Linked DNA regions of Capra hircus: region 2 is linked to region 1. The links are chromatin contacts, called in public Hi-C maps. All regions are on one chromosome and are shown on one strand. The core of a region is the stretch at or near the end of the contact, and the rest is flanking DNA. Distances in the headings are between cores, read along the strand shown. Region 1 overlaps LOC102183842 (ATP-binding cassette sub-family A member 17). Region 2 holds the start of ATP6V0C (V-type proton ATPase 16 kDa proteolipid subunit).

Region 1 (4,124 bases), core at 163-2,662:
ATTTAAAATGAAAATTTTAAGGATTCATTTTTAGTAAAGTACAAGAGATCAGCTGCAGAAATGGTTGGGATTGTAGTGCCTTGCCTCTCCCAACCTTGGTTTCCTCACACTGTCACCGGAGGGTCCAGGGGAGTGCCCATCAAAGGTGCTTCGCACTGCAACACTGGCACTCAGTAACCCTCAGCCACCAGTACAGTGATCATTCCAGCTTAAAAATTCCAGGGTTCTTGGTCAATCAGCCTGTGTGCTAGAAGTGTGGTGATGAACAGCTCTCAGAGAGCTCCTAGCCCAGAGGTCTTGTGGATAAGCAGTAGTACAGAGGAACAGTCCGTGATGGTCACATAGACATAGCTCAGCCTCAGAGGGTCAGAGGGCGTGCCTGAGTTCAAAGCCTGTGGTGTGACTGGGGGCTGCACAGCAGGGAAGCCTGAAAGATGCCTGGACAAGACTTCACTGCTGCTCCAGTCAAGGAAAGGAAAACTTTTCTTGAGGCCCCAGGCCTGAGGGGCTCAGGCAGGAGGCAGCCCTGCAGGCCAAGTGGATGACTGGAAGTCAGGGTACTGCCACGATGGGAGGACCCCACTGGGGATATGTGTGAGGCTTGGTGAGGAGAGAGACATTCAGGAGGAGCCGCTGTCCTCCCTGCCTCTCGAGGCCTGGTGCGACCCGCTCAGTGGTCTGTTTTCTTCCAGGCCCAGTGGAACCATTCCTCCTGAAAAAGTTGGAGGAGGAGCCTGAGGTCTTTGACCAGAACTACCTGGTAGCCATTTCTTTTGATGACGTGGGGAACCACACCATCGTGACAGCACTGTTCAATAACCAGGCGTACCATTCCACGGCCCAGGTGCTGGCGTTGGTGGATAACATCCTGTTCAAGTTGCTTTCTGGGCCCAGGGCATCCATAACGGTACTGAACCACCCTCAGCCTCAGTCGAGCATGGAGATCGCGGAGGACATCTTGTATGAGTATGGACAGCTTTCCTTCCTCCTCGCTAAGCTGCTCCCTTTACCGCCAGCTTTCTCCCTTTTTGTCTCTTTGTTTTAATTACAAATTGTTATTTTGGAATATGGTTGCTTTGACCGGTTCTACTTAAATGACTGCCTCTCTCTTTATATCCTGCCTTTGACAGGGGCCCTAAAGGACATTATCTTGTCATCAACTTGCTTTTTGGAATGGCTTTCCTTTCGAGTTCCTTTTCCATCTTGACAGTCAAAGAGAGAGGCCTCAAGGCCAAGCAGATCCAGTTCATCAGCGGCGTCCACGTGGCTACGTTCTGGCTCTCATCTCTGCTGTGGGACCTCCTGTCCTTCCTTGTCCCCAGCCTGCTGCTGCTGGTGAGCTGCATTGTGAGGGGCCCCTCCCCCCAACCCCGTGTGTCCAGGGGACTGACCTTGGGGCCCCTGCAAAGAACCGGGACCCAACCAGAAGTCTAAGCTGGCAGCTCCGCCCCTGATGGGCCACATGGCTGTGAATGCAGCTTCCTCGCTGACCCTCAGTGAAAGGCGGTTCCTGTCCCAGTGTCGTTAGGAGCAGGGGCCCTGCTCTGGGGCCTCTAGGTGGTGACTTCCCCAGAGTTGCTGCCTCAGGCTGGTAAGACAGTGCCCTGGGGACAGATGTTTAAGTTCCAGAAGTAGCCTACCAGGGCCCTGAGGGGTGCAGCCTGGAGCACGTCCTCCCTGGTTCTGCTTCTGTGCTCCTCCTCTCACTGCACTGGTGTCCCCTGCACGGCCAGAGGAGTGAGGGAGGGGCGGTGCTGCTGGAGTCCTGCCAACACCTTGTTTACCTTAGAAGAATAAGTTGAGATTATTATATCCTTTCTCTCATGCTTAGGCCTGAGTCTTAGTGACTTTTCCAAATTCTGCCCCACTTTCCCCAGGTGGTGTTTCTATACTATGATGAGGAGGCTTTTACACACGAGGAGAATGTCCCAGCTGTCTTCTTGATGCTGATGCTCTATGCCTGGGCCATCATCCCCTTCATCTACCTGACCAGCTTCTGCTTTGACAATGCGGGGAATGCCTGTGTCAAACTCATCATCATGCTGACCTTTCTGAGCATTGGCCCCTTTGTTCTTGTCTCGGTCACAAGTGAAAAAGGTGAGGCCCATCAGGTCTACACATCACACAGCTTTAACCCTCCCTCTGGCAGCCACACAAGTCGTGCCTGTGAGAGCATATGTCTGTAGGGGCCTGCATGAGGCTCTTCTCAGCAGTGGTCATTGGAAGAGCCCCAAACCGTCAGTGTTGCAGACATGCACCCCCCAGGGGACAGACACTCAGCACAGGCCGCAGTGCGGACAGACAGCACACTGGGTGCTGCCTGGACGACGCAGCCCTGAGCTCGGGGCTGGGCGTCCACTGCACAGAGACCAGAGGGGACCTGGAGTGATGGGGACAGCCGTATTGTGATTGAGATGTTGACTACATGGGCAAAAATACTTGTCAGAATCATCAAACTATCCACTGGTGATCACGCACTTCAATGAAACAGACTACTCCTCAGTTTGAGAGAAGGTAATAAGAGACTTCTGTAGAATTCCATGAAGAAGAAAAACTTTGGAAACAAGAAAGATCTGATTGCCAAAACAAGAATTTAGCAGAGGGGTTGGAAAATAAAGACAATGAATTTTCCAGAAAGTAGAACAAAAAGTTAAGAGAAATAGAGAAGTTGAGAGAAAAGGCAGGTAAGGTGACGGTAAATGCGGGAGATGCTCTTTGTATTCAATCACTAAGCCTTCCAGAAAGAGAAAACAGGAAATCAGGTTGAGGAAACTACCCAAGAAACAAAATTTCCCAGTGAAAAAAGCAGACTTCAAGACTGAAAGGATTTATCAAATGTCCAACACTGAATGAAGAGAGACCCAAACACTTCCTGAAAGACAGAGGTTTCTGTACTGAATTCTGTCGTCATGCAGATGGGGGGACAGAGCAAAGACTACTTCAGCTGGGCAACAGCGGTCAAACCCATAGCCCACTTTCTTGGAAAGGTAGTCAGGGATCTCGGCCAACAACGTGCAGGAGCGAAGCGAAGGAGGAAGAGAGCACAAGAGCCAGCAGAGGGCGCATCCCACCCCGGGGTCAGCAGAGGAGAGTCCTCAGTCGGGCGAATAGGTAGGGTGCTTTGTGGCCTCTCCTCCGTCCTCAGCCAGTGCTAGAGCAGGACCAGCAGAGAAGGAAGGAAGGCAGGCAGGTGAGTAAGCAGGAGCTGTGAATACCTGTCCCTGTGACCACATGTGGGATTGTCGAGCACTCCTCTCCTGGGCGTCGGAAGATGGTCACTGACCCAGGAAGGTCTGGGAGCCTCTGTGGCTGACTGTTCACTCCAGGCAGGGCTCTCAAGACTGCCTTGTGGTTAAGTCTGTCTCTGTCCCACCCAGGAGCCACAGAGCTGAGTTGGGGCAGTTTCCCTGCTCCCCTCTACTTCAGTCTCCAGGGTAGATTTCCACATTTAGACTTCTATATGAGAAGAGGACATGAGCCACTGTGCCTCTTCCCCTCTGCAACTACCCACTGGGGCCTGGTATCCGCAGGTGCAACTGTCTGATCACCAGAGCCATGACCCTGATGCCTCAGCCGCAATGTGGAGCCACGACTTTCGAGCTACGCCCCCAAATGGTGCTTCCATCCCCACAGGTGGACCCCATGGCTCTGCTGCTCAGTTACTGGGTCCTGGTCCAGGAAATGTTGGTCTGGAGACCTCACATCCAAGTTCAACTCCCTGTACATCGCAGTGGCATCCACTGACAGGAATTTCATAAATTGATCCCCCAAAGCTGTACTACTCTAAATCCAAGCCCTGAGAGTAGAGCCTGTTTTCAGATGAAGAGTCTGTTCAGCCTCTCTTCAGGGAGTCTGAAGAAAGTCACGTGTCCCCAGGCTGTCTTCCTTGCAGAACCCCCTGATTTGGAGCGGGTGGTGTAGCCAGTCATGAAGCCATTAGAGCTTTCCGAAATGGACGCTCTAATCCCACCTCCTTGTTGGTGGAGATGTGTTGTGGTTTGTGCAGGGTGGCAGCTGGTGGCACGTGGAGTGGCTTGGGGTTAGCACCAAGCAGCCTGCGGATGGGAGAGGGCTGTAGGCACAGCCCCAATGCAGGTCCGTTCCCATGCAGCACACCGAGTTCA
Region 2 (4,484 bases), core at 1,276-3,775, 91 kb after region 1:
CCTCCTGAGTCCGTCACTGGTCACCAGACACTCCCTGACCTCTCAGGCAGGAAGCAGGCGGTGTAGAGAGCTGCACGGGCCACGCTCAACCAGTGGGGCTTGAGTTTCAATTCTGCTCCTCACTAGCCAGCTGACACTAGGCAAGGTGCTTCACCTTCCTAGACCTGCTTCCTTGTCCACCTGATGACAGTAACGGTGAAACCTTCCTCAAAGGATTATTATGAGGATTAGGTAACGCGCCCCCTCCCCCAATACTTAGGGGGATGGTGAAGGATTCCCAAGAGACTTGTCCCATGTACCATTTAGGAAGATCCTCTGAGACAGGGTGGGGAAGACTGGGCAGGTGGCCAGTTGAAAGGCTGTGAAGATACCCAGGGCAGAGGTGAAGGCCCGCTTGAGGGGTGGCGGCACTGGGGTGGGGGACAGCCGAGAGCTGGGAAGCCACAGAACCTCAGGGCCTGGTGAGTAATGAAGAGTGAGCCGTGACTCGAAGGCTGCTGGTGAGGCAGCTGCCTGTATGGTTGGTTGTGCCTCTTGCTGGAAATGGAAATAACCCAAGGGGAAGCCACTGGTGAAGTTGGGGGAGGTGAGCTCAGTTTGAGGTGTCAGTGGCCCACTGGAGATCCACTGGGACCTCTCATACCAGAACTTGGGCAGAAAACCAGAAGACAGTGAGCAGAGCTGAGCTGCCCTCCACGCCCGTGGAGGGAACAGTCTCCCTGAACTCCTGGTCTCGGGACTTCAGCCATAGAGGGGTTTTCTCGCTCTGCCACCACCGTGCTTTTGGCTGTACAGTTGTCCGAGGGGCTGTCCTGCACCTCCTTTCCTTAGTCCGAATTCTGCCCCAGCATGCAGCCTCCCTCCCACCCAGCTGTGCCAGCTCCCTGCTCTGGGCTCCCCAGGCTGTGGACCCTAAGTTCCTGAGTTATGGGGGCTGGGCCTGGGGCAGGCATTCAGGCATGTACTTGTCCGGATGGCTTCAAGTGTGGAAATGTATGGGTGATCACCCAGGACACAGCAGGCGGAGCCCTGGAAACACCCAGAACCTACGGTGACGCTGAGGCTTCAGCGCCTGGGCCCGTCTTTGCTTCTCCTTGTGACCCGAGGAAGGCCATGGGCAGCAGGGTAGGTGGGGGTGAGCTAGAGAGAGTGGAGGGGTGGGGAGGTGGGCAGCAGGCTGAGACAGCAGACAGGCCCCTTCAGAGAGCCTGACAAACGGTCAGCTTGGTCACCAGCAACCTGCCAGGGCAGCGGGCTGGGGAGGAGCTGGAGACACCAAGTGAAGATTTCTTTCCAGAAGTCAGAGTCAGGCGGTGGAGGGCGGTGGGGAGGGCTCAGGCTGAATGGCAGCCTCCTCTCTTTGGAAACAGGAGAGAGATGGCACTCAAGGGTTGCAAGTTTGGTGCTGGAGGTGGTGCAGAGTCAGCCTCACGGTGGAGAAGAGACTATGAGGCAGGTTCCTGGTGTGGAAGATGGGTCCAGTGGGAAGGCCAGGCCAGAGGCAGTGACTCCAATGCCCACGTGGAGAAGGCTGATGACTGCTATAGCTCTGGCTGTTCATGAAGAGCGCTTTAATGTCAGGGCAAGGGGTGGGGCTCAAGGGAGACCCAGGATCAGATGGCAGTCACCCAGGGCTCCTGAAATGGGCCAGATGAAAGGGCAGAGGGAACCAGAGCTGGTGGGCAGCGATAAGGCAGCCAGTCGGGGTACCAGTATACCCATATGAGATTATCAGGGCAGTCCCAGCCCCAGGCCAGACGGTCTGCTAGGCTCAGAGGGAACCACTTACTGCTGTTCCAGAAACAAGGGCAGCCCTGGATTCGTGGGCTTGCTGTGGGAACAGGCAGGACAAGGGACCCCAGACGATACAGCTATCCGGGGACGACTTCACAGGTCGTGCAGGGTTTCAAACCAACCGCGCCTACAAGCTGAGGGGTAGAGACAACCCCTCCAAAACAGCAGTCTAGGTTTGATGCAAAAGAGGACACAGATACAGAGTAGGGGCCTCCTTTTTCTCGGACGCCACGGGAGAAATCCCAAATTGCTGGACGGGTTTGGAAGAGACTGGAGACGTGGTCGACAGGGGACGGGGGTGGTTGGTGCCTCGGGACACAGAACTCCGGCTCCGCCCTCAGGTCACCCCGGAGGGTGTGAGGACGTCGAGGGTAGACCGCAGTCCTGAGTCCCTGCGGTCTGGACCGTTAGAACCCCGCGGCCCGGCTCCACTCGGAGACCGTAGAGGAACGCGACGCTCGGAACCGAAACCCCGCGGAGCGGCGCAGCCGCAGAGAAGGCGGGGCGCCGCGAGCCCCGCCCCGTATGCTAATCCAGGCGCGCCCCGCCCCGCCCCGGCCCTGCGACCGGACGGGCCCACCGCAGCGAGGTCCCAGGGGCGCCCGCGGCGGCCGGCGCGAGGCGGTGCGCTGGGGTGCAGGCCGGCGGGGCGGGGCGCCCGGCGTCCCCGCCGCGGCTCCCCCCGCCCGTGCGGAGTGGTGCGGGCCGCAGGGGCGGGGCCCCGGTCATGTGACGCGCCCGCGGCCGCCATTTTGTCCTGCGGTGCTGGTATTTAGAGCGCAGCGGCTGACGGGCCGGGTCGCCTTCGCAGCCTCCGGACAGCTCGCCTCGCGCAGCCCGCCGCTCGCCGCGCCCGGCCCGACCTCGCCCCGGCCTCGGTCCGCTGAACTCGCCCCCCCTCCCCACCCGCAGACATGTCCGAGGCCAAGAGCGGCCCCGAGTACGCTTCCTTTTTCGCGGTCATGGGTGCCTCAGCCGCCATGGTCTTCAGCGGTGAGCGCCGTGGCAGGAGGGACCCGGGAGACGGGGGACCCGCGGGGCTCGTGCCTGTTGCTCCCCGGGGTTCGGCGTGTGACGTCATTTTGACGTAATTTCGAGCTGTTGGGGGGGGGTCCCGGGTCTCACGTGACTGCGGGGGGGTGGTGTTATCGGGACCCTGAGGGCTGTAGGGGCCGTTGGGTGTCTGGAGAGTGGGGCCCGCGGACTGGGCCCAGATGTGGGTCCCAGGGGGTCCCGGACGGCCCCCTGCCAGCCGGTCTCTTCGGTGCGGGGGAGGGGCGGCGTCGTCGCTGCCATCTTAGTCCCCGGAGAGGCGGGGGCAGACCGGGGTGGGGGCCCGCGGTCCTGCGCTTGCTCCGCACCCGCCCCCCCCATCCTGCTGGCAGGTGTGACATCACGCCTCGGAAAGCTACCCCCACAAGGGGCCGGCCTTTGGGTGCTCCCCGCCGAGGTCCACGGCCCTCGCCCTTGTGGCGGCCTGCCCCCCGCCTCCATGGGGCAGCGGGGGTGGGGGGCGTTCAGGTGGGTCTGCACTTAAACAGGTGCTTCCAGTTAGGGTTTGTCGGTGTTTCCCAACACTAGGCTGTGTGGGTTGGTAGGAAAAGCTGGGTTGAGAGGTTGGTCTTGAGAGCAGGGCAGGAACTCAGAGGTGGGAGTGGAGTCTAGAGGTGGAGGTGGGTCAGACAGGCTGAGGGCGCAGGGTGGATGTCCAGGAAACAGGCCAGCCTCTGCACTGTGTGTGGACGCTTGTCTGGGTGGGCGAGTTAGCGAGGAGCCTCAGCGTTGAGGTGATTGAGCTTTCTTCCTTGGGAGGAGTCTTCATTTCAGGTCTGAATGAATGAATGACCTTTCTCCCCTTTGCTGAGGCCTGGAATTGGGAGGGGCTGCCCCAGGAATGGAGAAGGGGGCCTTCCAGTGTTCTAGATGACACTCTAGTTTTGAAGTGGGGTCTTAACAGTCTTGGGTGTAAAATTCAGTGGAAATTGGCCTTTCTGGGAGATGAGCACTTGGGCCCAGCCAGGGATGTGGGACTCAGAAATGAGTCCTGACCCCCCTACAGCCCCACCAACTGGTTTGGCCTGGTCTAGTCCAGGCTTCCTTGGGTTCGTCTGGCTTGGGGCTTTGATGACTCGCCCTGCCCCACCCTATCTGGGACTGGAGAGGCGGCTTGTGCAGGTATGTGCAGGGATTGAGCTCCAAACAGTGTCTGCTGACTGTAAACACCAGTGGGGTGGGGGTGTGGGGACCTCCCTTTGCCCGGGCCTGCCTGCTGCAGGTCACAAGCCACTGAGTGGGCCCTGCCCTTCCCATCATGTGCGAGTTAGGGGTCATTTGTGGTGGGAGAAATGCCTGTACTTCCCCTTCCACCCTAGGTGCCGCCTCTATTTCCACATCTTCCAGAGCTGCCTGTGCCCGCTCCTTGTGGGGGACAGCTGTCTGTGCCTCCTTTTTCTCCAGTCTCTTTTGATGTTTGCTTCCGGAATACCTCCAGGGCCGGTGCCTGGCCACTTGTGGGTTGTTGATTGTGTCTGTCATTGGCCATTCAGCCAATCTCAGTTGAACTCCTGAGTGCCAGACACTTGGGGACATCAGTGAGCAAGACAAGAACCTTGCCCACATGGAATGTGAATTCTGGCTTTGTTTTCCCCCAAGCTTTTTTCTGTATCCAGCTCCTGGCCGCCTTCCAGTCA

Evidence for each region. Hi-C and Micro-C count contacts between places; a contact is called where the count stands out from the background.
Region 2: a Hi-C map of blood shows a contact between it and region 1, with 4 times the contacts expected there. The contact joins the promoter of ATP6V0C here to the enhancer-like site in region 1. A contact is called at or near these places in 2 of 5 Hi-C or Micro-C datasets (both in blood).

Annotation. Positions count from the first base shown.
Region 1 is chr25:1,816,794-1,820,917 of ARS1.2, forward strand. It overlaps LOC102183842 (ATP-binding cassette sub-family A member 17), which reads left to right. Exons shown (of 30, transcript XM_018040917.1): 19 at 693-966; 20 at 1,131-1,335; 21 at 1,878-2,097. Among named protein-coding and RNA genes, the nearest start is that of CCNF, 26 kb to the right of the region's middle. Within about 2 kb of position 1,413, at least 1 of the 5 cell types and tissues checked has an H3K27ac peak or open chromatin away from gene starts, as enhancers often do.
Region 2 is chr25:1,907,163-1,911,646 of ARS1.2, forward strand. ATP6V0C (V-type proton ATPase 16 kDa proteolipid subunit) reads left to right here and starts at 2,526. Exons shown (of 3, transcript XM_018040321.1): 1 at 2,526-2,787. The coding sequence starts at 2,709.